Linked DNA regions of Mus musculus: regions 2, 3 and 4 are each linked to region 1. A link is a contact called in public ChIA-PET and HiChIP or PLAC-seq data. All regions are on one chromosome and are shown on one strand. The core of a region is the stretch at or near the end of the contact, and the rest is flanking DNA. Distances in the headings are between cores, read along the strand shown.

Region 1 (2,700 bases), core at 164-2,663:
GAGACGCTCCTAACTCCAGTTCCAGATGTCTGGCGCCCTATACTTGCTCTCTGGTGTACCTACACATAGTGCACATAAACTCATGCAGACACATACATATACACATAATGAATATAGATAGGAAATCATATAAACATTAAAGCTATAGCTAATTCAATATTTTAGTATAACTATTAATCTTATAATATTTTCTTTTAAAGCCCCTGTACCTATATAAAATTTTCATAGCTCACCTAGATTTTTAAAAGAAATAATCCATAGATTGCTATAAAATATTATGTCCAAAGTAAACAACTCCATATGCCTTTAAGTTATCCAATTGTCCTTTTTAAAAACTTGGCCTAGGATAAGGAAAGATCATAAAATTAGATGTTTTGAGTTTCTGAATACTGACATTATGCTTTAATAATGACAATCATAGATTTCTTTAGAATATTAGTTTATATGTAACCTTAGTGTATAGCCTCATTTGTACGTTTATTTATACAAATATATATCTACAATACAGTACAAACTATAGATGTCACTAATAAGCATAAACATTGCATAATCTTTAAAAATCATCAGCCTGTAAGAATTCCTAATTTTTCTCCAAATCTCTTTTATTTAAAAGGATTTGACAACACAAAGACTTTTGTCATACAAAAAAAAAATTACAAGTGTTTGCATTAAAACAAAATCTAACTGAAAAAGTTTCTGAAATTTCCCCATCATGTTGCATATCAGACTTCTTGAAAGTCATATATAAGGACATTTTAAAATATGTAAGTGAGAGCGTGAGTCAGGCCTGATACAGCAAAGCAATGCACAGTAATCCGTTAAAAGACAAGTGTAGAATTATATTACATATATCAAAAGTTCATTTTCTGCTATGATTCCATCAGGTCGGATGCCTCCAGGAACTAGAAACTATGACCTTTCCCAGGGTTCTGGAGCAATAGAAGCCTCAACGGGGGGGGGGGGGGGGGGGGCGGCGCAGGGACACACACAGAAACGTGCTTGCATGCAAAGACCTATATGAACTACAACTCCCAGAAGCCTCTTGAAAAGGGCTGAATTTCCCAGAAAGCTTCGCCCCCTACCCCACAACTCCTCTTCCCCTAGGGCAGCCTTAAGTTGAAAGTGGAGTGAGAAGCCCTGCAGTAGGGAGGGTCCTCTGGGGCCCTTGTGGGGTGTCAGCCTCCAGGGCTCGGTTGTGAGTTACAGAAAGCCAGGCTTTGTTAGGATGGCTCTGAGGCTGCTTGGGCCGGTGCCATTTTTCCCTACTGGTCCCCTGGGAAACAGATCATGGTTTCAGCTCCTCCTTATCCGCAGTCAGGCTCCCTCTTGAAAGAAGAGACAGTCTTGAACCTCCAGGCGTGATCTGTAGAGTGTCACGTGTCACAGTTCTCTTGCAGCTTCTGCTGTGCCTGCAGGCTGTGGGAACAAGTGTGAACAGTACTGTGGCTCCCGACCACGTTTTCCTGTGACCCTGCCCATCCAGCTCATACTAGCGAATACCTGGGGTTCTGGAGGTTGTTAGTCTCCTTGCTAAGACTCTCCACTCAGTGTCATTCCTCAGACTCCAACTTATTTGGGACCCCAGCCTTTTTATTTTTGTTTTTTAAATCTGTCTCCTTCAAAGCTTGTCAGCCCTTAAAGATCACACCCCATCCTACCCCACTCCCCACTGCTCCCCCCCAGCCCCTGCTCCCCTTAAAACAAAACAAAAATCTGAGGATTGTGATGGGAGCATTCAGAAATGGGAATGGAGTGGACTAAGAGGAAGCTACAGGACATGAGAGGGCCTGAAAGATAACGGGGGGGGGGGGGGGGGAATGGGAAGGTTAAATGATGGTGAAGAGAGAGAATGAGGCCAAAAGTACACCACTGAAAAAGCTAACACTGAGTTTCCCTCATTAGAATTCTCCCTCCCTCCCTCCCTCTTTTTCTCCCTCTCTCCCTCCCTCCCTCCCTCCCTCCCTCCCTCCCTCCCTCCCTCCCTCCCTCCCTCCCTCCCTTCTTTTCCTTTTTTTCTGTTTCACTGTGTCATCCTGAGCTGGCCATAGCTGACCAGGCTAGCCTTGAACTTGTAATGATTCACCTGCCTTGGTCTCCCAAGCACTTGGATTAAAAGCATGCACCACCCTGCCCCTCGCTTATGATTTATATATGACTGAGTAGATAAGGCTGGCCTCCTGAATACTGGGATTATAGGCCTGGCCCACCACACATTATCACTAATGTTTTTGGATTTTACCTCTGCGTCCTGGGATCCTGAACCCAGTTCCTTGCACATGCTGGATAATTGCTGTATACCAATAAGTGATAAACCCTGTCCAGAATTGTGGATGGTTATACAACCCATAGTAATTTCCCCCCTAAACTCCTAAGTCAAGTACACAGGTCCCTAACTCTTAGGGAGCTACAATGACTGGTATTAGTGTGTTCTATGAGATAGTGTATCGTAGGACACAATCCTGCAGTCAGTCATGAAGAATAGACTACTCAGAGGTACTGACATGTTGCTCTATTTCTTGAACCTTGTGGAGGTCTCTCAGACCCTTTTAGGATCTACACAGTTTAAGCTATTTATAGGAACTGGATGTATCCCAGCATGTGGGCTCCGGAGGTCAGGAAGAAAACGCCTTTCAAGGTGTCCCTATCTGCTTGTTAGTTTTAACATCAGTCCAGGGTACATAAAACCCTGTCTAAAATCCC
Region 2 (2,823 bases), core at 10-2,509, 260 kb after region 1:
TGGTACAGTGTAAAAAGAGAAATACAAAACTAATTTTCTTTAGTAAGTCTTTTCCAATCAGAAACTATGTCCACAGAGTCCAAGGACAGTCAGGGCCCTTCTCGGGGCTTCTCCTATGCTGTGCTCTTGCGTACTTAGAGTCTTACCTCCATGGTCTCCTTTCTCTGCTTCTGCAAAGAGCATTTGAAAAAAAAAAACATATATACGTACACACACACACACACACACACACACACACATGGTTTTTGTATATGTATATATATATACACACACACACATGTATGTGTATGTATATATATATATATGAACAGAAGATGATAGGAGGAAACTTAGCACAGTCACTCACTAGCTCTGACTCCTAGTGGAGCTGTATCCATCCATTGAGATTATACTGATCTGTTGTTTAGCTTTCTTTTAAATCATCACCTGGTAAGACACTGGGCAACAGCAAAAGTTTTGGTTTTGGTTTGGTTTTTTTTTTTTTTTACTCCCAGGAATATAATTTATCAAATCAAACTATTTTGCTTACCAAAGAACTATGTTTTTAATATCACGGGTAATAGCTAAGCATCAAAACTGGGCTCTTATTTTACCAACAAGAAACATCATGTGACTGATGGCTGGGGTTTGTCTGTGTCTCCAAGGCCGAATTGCATTCTTTTACTGGAAAAGTTCATTCAAGCTAGGTTTTAGAAAATACATTCCTTTTAAGTGAACACACCTTCTAAATTGCTTTAAGTACTATTGAATAGCCTAAAAGATGGACTCCGCAGTGCTTTCTAGTGTCCCCACCTATGTGACAAATGCAAAACTCATTCTAGAGTTAAAATGACTGATTTTTGGTTGATATTATCTGCTTCCATTTTTAACTTGGGAATTAATATGTTGCTAGTAAATACTGGTTTGTACGGTGTCTAGTTTGTAAGTGTAAGTTATCAGACCATAATATAGTGACTCTATGTTGTTGAGAATGTATTTTTATTTAAATTTTATTTTCTTATGAAGAGTATTATAAAAATTAAAAGCTTTTGTAACTGTCATTTGAAAATAACTCAAATAAAGTACAAGAAGCCTATCTGTTCTTTGTGAGACCTTACTTGTATTTAAAATGCCTGCAGCTTGCCTGTCTGTGGATGAGACACTAAAGGCAGCTCCAGCAGCAGCAGGGGCAGCAGCCAGGAAGCCCTGGGCGTGGCCTGCACTCCACCAGGCCACGTTCCTGTGTTGCTGAGGCGTCCACTTCTCTCTGTGGCCTGCAGCATTCATCAGTGCAGCTCCCAGCTTTCCCAGAGGGAGGTGTGGAAGAATGTACTCCACTCGTGCCTGGGCGAACAGAACTCGGCCTGTTGACTTTTTAAAGAAAGGTCTTTTTGCTCTTTAAAAACAAAACAAACGCTGGGCGTGGTGGTGCACGCCTTTAATTCCAGCACTTGGGAGTCAGAGGCTGGCGAATTTCTGAGTTCGAGGCCAGCCTGGTCTACAGAGTGAGTTCCAGGACAGCCAGGGCTACACAGAGAAACCCTGTCTCCAAAACAAAACAAAACAAAAAAAAACAAACATTAAAGCCACTCATGACTCAAAGCCTACACTGACGTGGGGGTGTCTGTAGCTGTCCATTGTATAACCTCAGTACGTCATCCTCAGGGTATTCACATTTGACCATGCGGTGCCATGTTAACAGATTCTCTTGAGAATATATGTGGCAGCGCCAAAGAGTAGACTAGAGATAACTGATGCCCCACGTGAGAAACAGATTGTCCCCTGTGTGCCTCAGCATTCCTGAGCACCCCTAAATTAACAACAGCCCCGTGGCCCCATAAGAGTTTAACGTTAACAAAGAGTTGGGGGGGTCTGAACCTTTTTCATGTGGACTAAAACTTGTAATAAATACCAGTATTCTTTCTGACAGTTTATTAGCAGGGCAGGGATTGGTGGGTGAGTGGTTTCCGTTTTTTGTTTTGTTTGTTGTTTTAATTCTCAAGGTTGGCCTTGAACTCCCGATTCTCCTCCTGCACTCCTAGTGCTGTGTTGAGAGCCTGCACCACCATGTCCAGCCCTGTACCCTGAGTAAGCATGCCGTTCTTTAAAGGGCAGGGGCCATAATTTGAATTTCCCTTTCTAACTCCCATGATTCAGAATAAACAATGCCTAAAACCATTATGGTTCCTTTCTACTCCACGTCCATGCCTGCTACTAAGCTCCTCTGCAAGCTTTCCTCGCAGTGAGTCTTTTGGGTGATTTGATATTCTTAAATAACCAACCATTACTTTCATCTTAATTTTCATATGCATCTTCACCTGAAGTTCCATCTTTTTTTTTTTCTTTTTTTTGGCTCGGTGTGTTTTCTTATTTTTGTTGGTCTCCATCACAGATGGGATTTTTTTCACTGGTAATTCCTCAGAACTAAATCCATTCATAGGGAATTCAGAGCAGTGAAAATAAATTTCACGCCTTAGAGTGGGGAATGGTAACAATAAAAAGGAGCCAAGGGATCTTGGAAGAAGACTAGCCCAGCTCAGTTCTCCACTGGTGGTGGGGTTTGCACAGGCTGGCTCACATAACCTGCACCGCAGTCCTTAGGGATCTTCAGCTCCTCCGGCTTCCTCCTATCAGTGAGAGACCTGCCAGAGAAGAACCACCGCTGGTTGCCTGGCACCACACTCTCCGGCAGGTAAGTGCCCCGTCATGTGAAACACTGTGTCTGTGTGCGGACCACAAGCTTGAGGTCTTTGCCTGGGCAGAGCCTCAGATGGAGCTGATGCGTGTCCAGAATTGGGAGGTGGCTCGGGAACATCCAGAGTCTCCATGTCACTCTCTTCCTCC
Region 3 (2,700 bases), core at 100-2,599, 300 kb after region 1:
CAGGAGTGTGGTCTGCTGTGCTGCTCCACCTCAAACCAAAGCCATGCATCTTTAATGACCAATTAAATGACTCTAAGATTTTTTTTTCAATTATCCTTTTCTTTTAGAGGAACAGAACACCCACTTCTTGTTCCATTAGAGCAGGCATGAGGTCCAGCAGGATAATTCTGTTAAACCTGACTGTAAGTGCGATAAGCGCTTTGGTTTTCCTGGTGCCGACGCCACCCCTTCATCCTACCTGGTAGTAAAAACCCATTATTGGGCTGCTGGCAATCTCCACAGCATTAGTGCAGGGAGCGTAAGGACAGACAGCCTCTGGTGACAGGATGGGAAGTGATTTTTCACTCAGTACCTCTCTGGGATGGAAAACGTCTTCCACGCTTAGTAAATGGCTCAATTTACATAAATGAGAGGCTAATTATGGCGCGCCCACCTGAAAATGAAAGTACTCATTTAAACAGCATTAAAAAGCAATCTATGGCTTAGGAAATCAGCAGTTTTGAAACTTAGTCTAAGTGTGCATCGTGAGTAGCCTTAATGCGTGTATGTCATGAGCTAGAGTCATTATGGGCTGTTTCTGACGGAGCACTTTAATTATGTTTGAACACAGTGAAGAGTCTTCAAAAAAAGGGGGGGTAGCTGCTAAGATTTTACAGGGTGACTCACTTGGACTTTAACCCTAAAGGCATCGTTTTAAACCTTAAAAGACAATGGAAACACTAATTATAAAAAATAATGTTCTTCCAGTGTTTTCTCTCTTCCTACCATTTATTTGCAAGTCAACAATTTCTAATTCTCCTTTCACGAAATCAGAATAACTTACTTACTTGGTAACAAGTGAGTTTGGTTTGCTTATGCCTTTTTCTTTCCCTCCCTCATCTTCTCCTCTTCCTCTAGTTGAGGTCTTGATTTTTTTTTTTTTTTTTTTTTTTGAGACAGGATCTCTGTAGCCCAGGGTGACCTTGAGCTGGCTATATATGTTTGTATGTAATTGAGGCTAGTCTTCCTGCTTCAGCCTCTGGAGTCCAAAGACTGCAGATGAGTACCAACCATGCCCGGCTTTAGCAAGGAGCCAACTCTAATGATGGAATTCGGACCATCCGAGCAGCCCTGAACAGCGTTAGCCGTTCTCCTCATTCTTGCTTATTCTCTCTGCCCAGGTAAACTACCACCCTTAAAAGTTACAGTCACTCCCCGGATCTCTTCGGACACCTTCAGATCTATCTGGAAACTTAGCAAGAAATCTAATAGGAGGCGTAAAAAGAAGAAAAAGGTAAAATCTTCAGCGTCTGCACAGTTGAGTAGCAGCCACCAGGGGGCGCAAGATGAAGCGTGGGCCTCAGTGGAAATTAATGGCGCCTTCGATCCCAGAGTTTAGGGTCTAGGCCATCCTCCCCTAACCCACAGTCAAACGGATGATGGCTGTGTCACGAGGCAAGCAGTAAGACAACATCATCTCTCAAACATTAGTGAAAACTGCCTCAGCTCCTCTGCCCTGCTGAATTCGTGTTCCTGCAGGCCTGCTGCGGGTCTGCCAGGAGCCTCATGTCTGCTCTTAGGTGCCAGGGCTGCCCGGAGGAAGAAGAGGATTTGCATATGCTTACTCTCCACTGCGTAAAACTGAACTTTCTTTTTTAATGGGGCAAATATTTAATAGCACTGTTACGAAATGAGCTGTTTACAAGTAATAGGTAGAGGACTTTTGATACAGAAATTTAGAAGTGTGCACATGCATTTAAAAACCTAGACTGCGGGCTGGCGAGATGGCTCAGGAGGTAAGAGCACTGACTGCTCTTCCAGAAGTCCTGAGTTCAAATCCCAGCAACCACATGGTGGCTCACAACCACCTGTAATGAAATCTGATGCCCTCTTCTGGTGCGTCCAAAGACAGCTACAGTGTACTTATGTATAATAATAAATAAATCTTAAAAAAGCAAAAACAAAAACCTAGACTGCTGTACACCAAAATATCAGCATTGTTACTACCATCCAATGAGTAAATATTCTCCCCACCCGGGCTTGTATGTGTGTCGTCTATTTAGTTAGTTAGTTTTGAGGCTTGGTCTTACTCTGTATATCAGACTGGCAGACTGGGCTTAAACTTCTGGCAATCCTTTGTCTCCTTGAGATTACAGGCGTGAGCTACCATGCCTTTTTTGTTGTTGATGTTGTTGTTGTTTTGTTTTGCTTTGTTTTCTTCTTTATGTATTTTTTAAACACAACTATTTCTGACCCAGAACATAGTGGCTCATACCATCATCCTAATATTACTTGAGACGCTGAGGCAAGAGAATTGCCACAAGTTCAAGGCCAGCCTGGGCTATCTAGTGAGTTCAGGCCAATCTGGTACACAATGTGAAACTGCCTCAAAAACTAAAACAGAAGTAGTCCACAGTTGTAGAGAGAGAGAGAGGATGAGGAGCTAGAGAGACTCTAAATGCCGGCAGCGCAAACCCACTAAGCCAACCCGGGCACCAGCCGTCAGGTCGGAACACAAAAAGCAGGGCATGCAGGCAGGTGTCAAGCCCGTGACGGAATGAATGTCACAGACACTGCTGCCTGCCTGCGTTTGCTGTCCTCTGAGTAGTCACGTTTATTGGGTAAACCAACATTAGCCAGCTCAGTAGGAAGTGTTGCTCCGGGCTTTGCTTTTGAATTGCTGGAAAGTATAACTAGTTTGCAGCTGTATCCCACCCAAAG
Region 4 (2,700 bases), core at 102-2,601, 400 kb after region 1:
TAAGTCCTGACTACAGGAAGAAGCACACACTATTTTCTACTATATGGACATAGTATAATTTCATCTTTCTCTGTTCGTGGACTAGGGCAGCACTCAGACCTCATCTGAGGCGTTGCTTTGTACAGTACAGGAAGGTTAGCAAGGGAACTCCTAAGTGGTCAGAGTGGAAAGAGTGAGTCAGCGGACTTGAGTTCAGTCTCAATTGGGACATCTGTATCACACACATGCCAGCACTGAGGAAGGAGACTGTTAGAATTAGAGGTCAGGAAGGACCAGATGAAACGGTATCTTCTGAACAAGCAGGACTGCTGCAGTCTTGGACCATGGCAGCCTTGTTGCCTATGCTAGATCAAGCCAGTGGAGAGATTCTAGCGTGGAGTGGAAAATGGTTCACAAGTGGCACCACCCACACTGAGGAGCTATGGACGGTTGATGGCTTCTGGGAGAGGGAAAGTCTGTTTTCTTTAAGAGTGTGACCCCCATAGGTTGATTATGCTCCAGTGGGTAGCCACACATCCAGGAGTATATGGGCAGCACAAATAGAACACCGTGGGTTGTTTAGAAAAAAAAAAGAGAGAAAACAAAGCAAACAAAAATGGGGACATGGCGTTGGGAGTGGAGGTGGGGTAGAACTGGGAAGAGTTAGGGTGAGGAATGGAGATGAATAAATATGATTATTATGATATGATATTGTATTGGGGGCTGGAGAGATGGCTCACATGTTAAGAGCACTGGCTGCTCTTTTAGAGGTCCTGAGTTCAATTCCCAGCAACCACATCGTGGCTCCCAACCATCTGTCATGGGATCTGATGCCTTCTTCTTGGATGTAGGTTATACACAGAGATAGAGCACTCATATACAATATACATAAAATAAATCTTTAAAAATATATTGCATGAGATTTTCAAAGAATTAATACAAAGATATTTTAAAAATTAAAATCTCTTATAAGTGAGTTACTAGGTTGCCAATCGGGGTATTTGACCCTTCGTGATGATTTAAGTGTTTCCGTTATCCATCAAGTCTAGTATGCTGAGAGATCTGACAAACAGAAGGGCAGGGTAGGATTGCTCAGCATCTCCCACTTAAAAAAGAAGTGAGAATGGAGTCTAAAGAATTCTTGGCATCTTCTGAACATGAAGTGTCTTAACATTCTGTGGTACTTCATAGCACCTCCATGTAAATTCCCTTCAAACCATGTCAGGAAGGTGTTCTTATTTATAGATGACAGAGAGATGTGTTGCTGTGGGTTGGTTTGGTTTGATTTGAGTGGGTAGGTCCTCCTTAGGTCACATAGTTCTGAGAGGTTGGCAGGGGCTGGCTCAGAGAGGTCTCCTTGATGTCATATCCTGTGTTCTTGCACAATGCCTACCCTGTCCTGTTATTAAAAACTAAACCAAAAGGACACTAAACACTGCTTCCTCTTCTTTCTCATCTTATGATGGAACTTGTGTGACCAGTGATTTGTCCCAAATAGTACCCAGTTGCTCAACTAAGAAGAAGCCACAGCCTCCAGTGGCTCTGGGTATCATTGGGCTTGTGAGTCTAACGCAGATAGAAGCAAACTGCTTTTCTGTGGCTTTTATGGTTCAATATTATTTCAGTATAATCCTGGTATATTCATCATCACTGACTTAGAACATAAGAAGACAGGTTTCCGGAGCCTGGGCACTTACTTAATTTGAACTTAAATTTAAGAACTTGGCAGGGAGGTAGAGGCAGGAGGATTAACGAAGTGAAGTCCTGGACAGCCTGGCGTACAGAGCAAGACTGTCTCAAAAAGCAAAGCAAGTCAAACACTTATTATATGCCCATAACCCCATAATTGGATATGGAGGAGGAGGGAGCAGTTTCTCATCCTTCGCTACATAGTGGGGGCTTTTGTTGGTTTGATTTGTTTTTTGCTTTTTGGTTGTTTGGTTGTGTTTTTGTTTATTTGTTTTTGTTTGTTTTTGAGGCTATCCTGGAGTGTGTGTGCCTCAAAAGGGGAAAAAAAAAAGAGGAATAAGAAGCTGGCATTAATCGCTTCCTCCTCCTCCTTTTCTGAGAAAGCAGTAGTTCTTATTTACAAAGTCCCATTTTACTGTTTAGCCTGAAGTTCAAGAGCCCACCTCATCCAGCCTTGAGCCACTATTCAAAGTTTTATTTCTTCTTTTCTTCTTCTTCTTCTTCTTCTTCTTCTTCTTCTTCTTCTTCTTCTTCTTCTTCTTCTTCTTCTTCTTCTTCTTCTTCTTCATGTTTTTCGAGACAGCGTTTCTCTGTATAGCCCTAGCTTTCCTGGAACTCACTCTGTAGACCAGGCTGGACTCGAACTCAGAAATCCACCTGCCTCTGCCTCCCAAGTGCTGGGATTAAAGGCATGTGCCACCACTGCTCAGTTCTTCTTTTAAAGATTTATTTTATTTATATAAGTACATTGTAGCTGTTTCGAGACACACCAGAAGAGGGCATCAGATCCCTTTACAGATGGTTGTGAACCACCATGTGGTTGCTGGGAATTGAACTCAGGACCTTTGGAAGAGCAGTCAGTGCTCTTAACCACTGAGCCGTCTCTTCAGCCCTTGTTTGTTTTTCAAAACAGAGTTTTACTCCATAGCCCTGGCTGTCCTGGAACTCACTATGCAGACCAGTTTGGCCTCGACCTCACGGAGATCTACTTGCCTCTGCCTCCTGAGTGCTGGGATTAAAGGTATGTGCCAC

Evidence for each region. ChIA-PET counts read pairs in DNA pulled down with a chosen protein or histone mark. HiChIP or PLAC-seq counts read pairs in DNA pulled down with a chosen protein or histone mark.
Region 2: an H3K27ac HiChIP or PLAC-seq map of embryonic stem cells shows a contact between it and region 1, with 5 times the contacts expected there. The contact joins two enhancer-like sites. A contact is called at or near these places in 11 of 115 datasets of contacts at active chromatin or transcription factors (T-cell acute lymphoblastic leukemia, bone marrow-derived macrophages, craniofacial prominence and 6 more) and 1 of 9 other capture datasets (embryonic stem cells).
Region 3: a contact with region 1 is called in an H3K27ac HiChIP or PLAC-seq map of embryonic stem cells, with 2.4 times the contacts expected there. The contact joins two enhancer-like sites. A contact is called at or near these places in 5 of 115 datasets of contacts at active chromatin or transcription factors (T-cell acute lymphoblastic leukemia, embryonic stem cells, large pre-B cells and 1 more) and 1 of 9 other capture datasets (embryonic stem cells).
Region 4: an RNA polymerase II ChIA-PET map of memory CD8 T cells shows a contact between it and region 1, with 26 read pairs. The contact joins two enhancer-like sites. A contact is called at or near these places in 3 of 115 datasets of contacts at active chromatin or transcription factors (effector CD8 T cells, embryonic stem cells and memory CD8 T cells).

The regions. Positions count from the first base shown.
Region 1 is chr9:96,794,209-96,796,908 of GRCm38.p6, reverse strand. No RefSeq gene overlaps it. Among named protein-coding and RNA genes, the nearest start is that of C430002N11Rik, 30 kb to the right of the region's middle. Within about 2 kb of position 1,413, at least 223 of the 459 cell types and tissues checked have an H3K27ac peak or open chromatin away from gene starts, as enhancers often do. A contact at or near this core is called in bone marrow-derived macrophages, embryonic stem cells and memory CD8 T cells, where this site is marked.
Region 2 is chr9:96,537,552-96,540,374 of GRCm38.p6, reverse strand. It overlaps Rasa2 (RAS p21 protein activator 2), which reads left to right. Exons shown (of 24, transcript NM_053268.2): 24 at 1-1,075. It also overlaps the pseudogene Gm8495. Among named protein-coding and RNA genes, the nearest start is that of Gm28729, 14 kb to the right of the region's middle. Within about 2 kb of position 1,259, at least 12 of the 459 cell types and tissues checked have an H3K27ac peak or open chromatin away from gene starts, as enhancers often do. A contact at or near this core is called in bone marrow-derived macrophages and embryonic stem cells, where this site is marked.
Region 3 is chr9:96,490,645-96,493,344 of GRCm38.p6, reverse strand. Gm28729 (predicted gene 28729) reads left to right here. Exons shown (of 11, transcript NM_001370882.1): 10 at 1,161-1,273. Among named protein-coding and RNA genes, the nearest start is that of Rnf7, 13 kb to the right of the region's middle. Within about 2 kb of position 1,349, at least 25 of the 459 cell types and tissues checked have an H3K27ac peak or open chromatin away from gene starts, as enhancers often do. A contact at or near this core is called in embryonic stem cells, where this site is marked.
Region 4 is chr9:96,390,807-96,393,506 of GRCm38.p6, reverse strand. The region is part of intron 1 of Gm39409 (a long non-coding RNA gene); the gene reads left to right. The region is part of intron 1 of Gm40550 (a long non-coding RNA gene); the gene reads right to left. Among named protein-coding and RNA genes, the nearest start is that of Gm39409, 4.7 kb to the left of the region's middle. Within about 2 kb of position 1,351, at least 74 of the 459 cell types and tissues checked have an H3K27ac peak or open chromatin away from gene starts, as enhancers often do. A contact at or near this core is called in memory CD8 T cells, where this site is marked.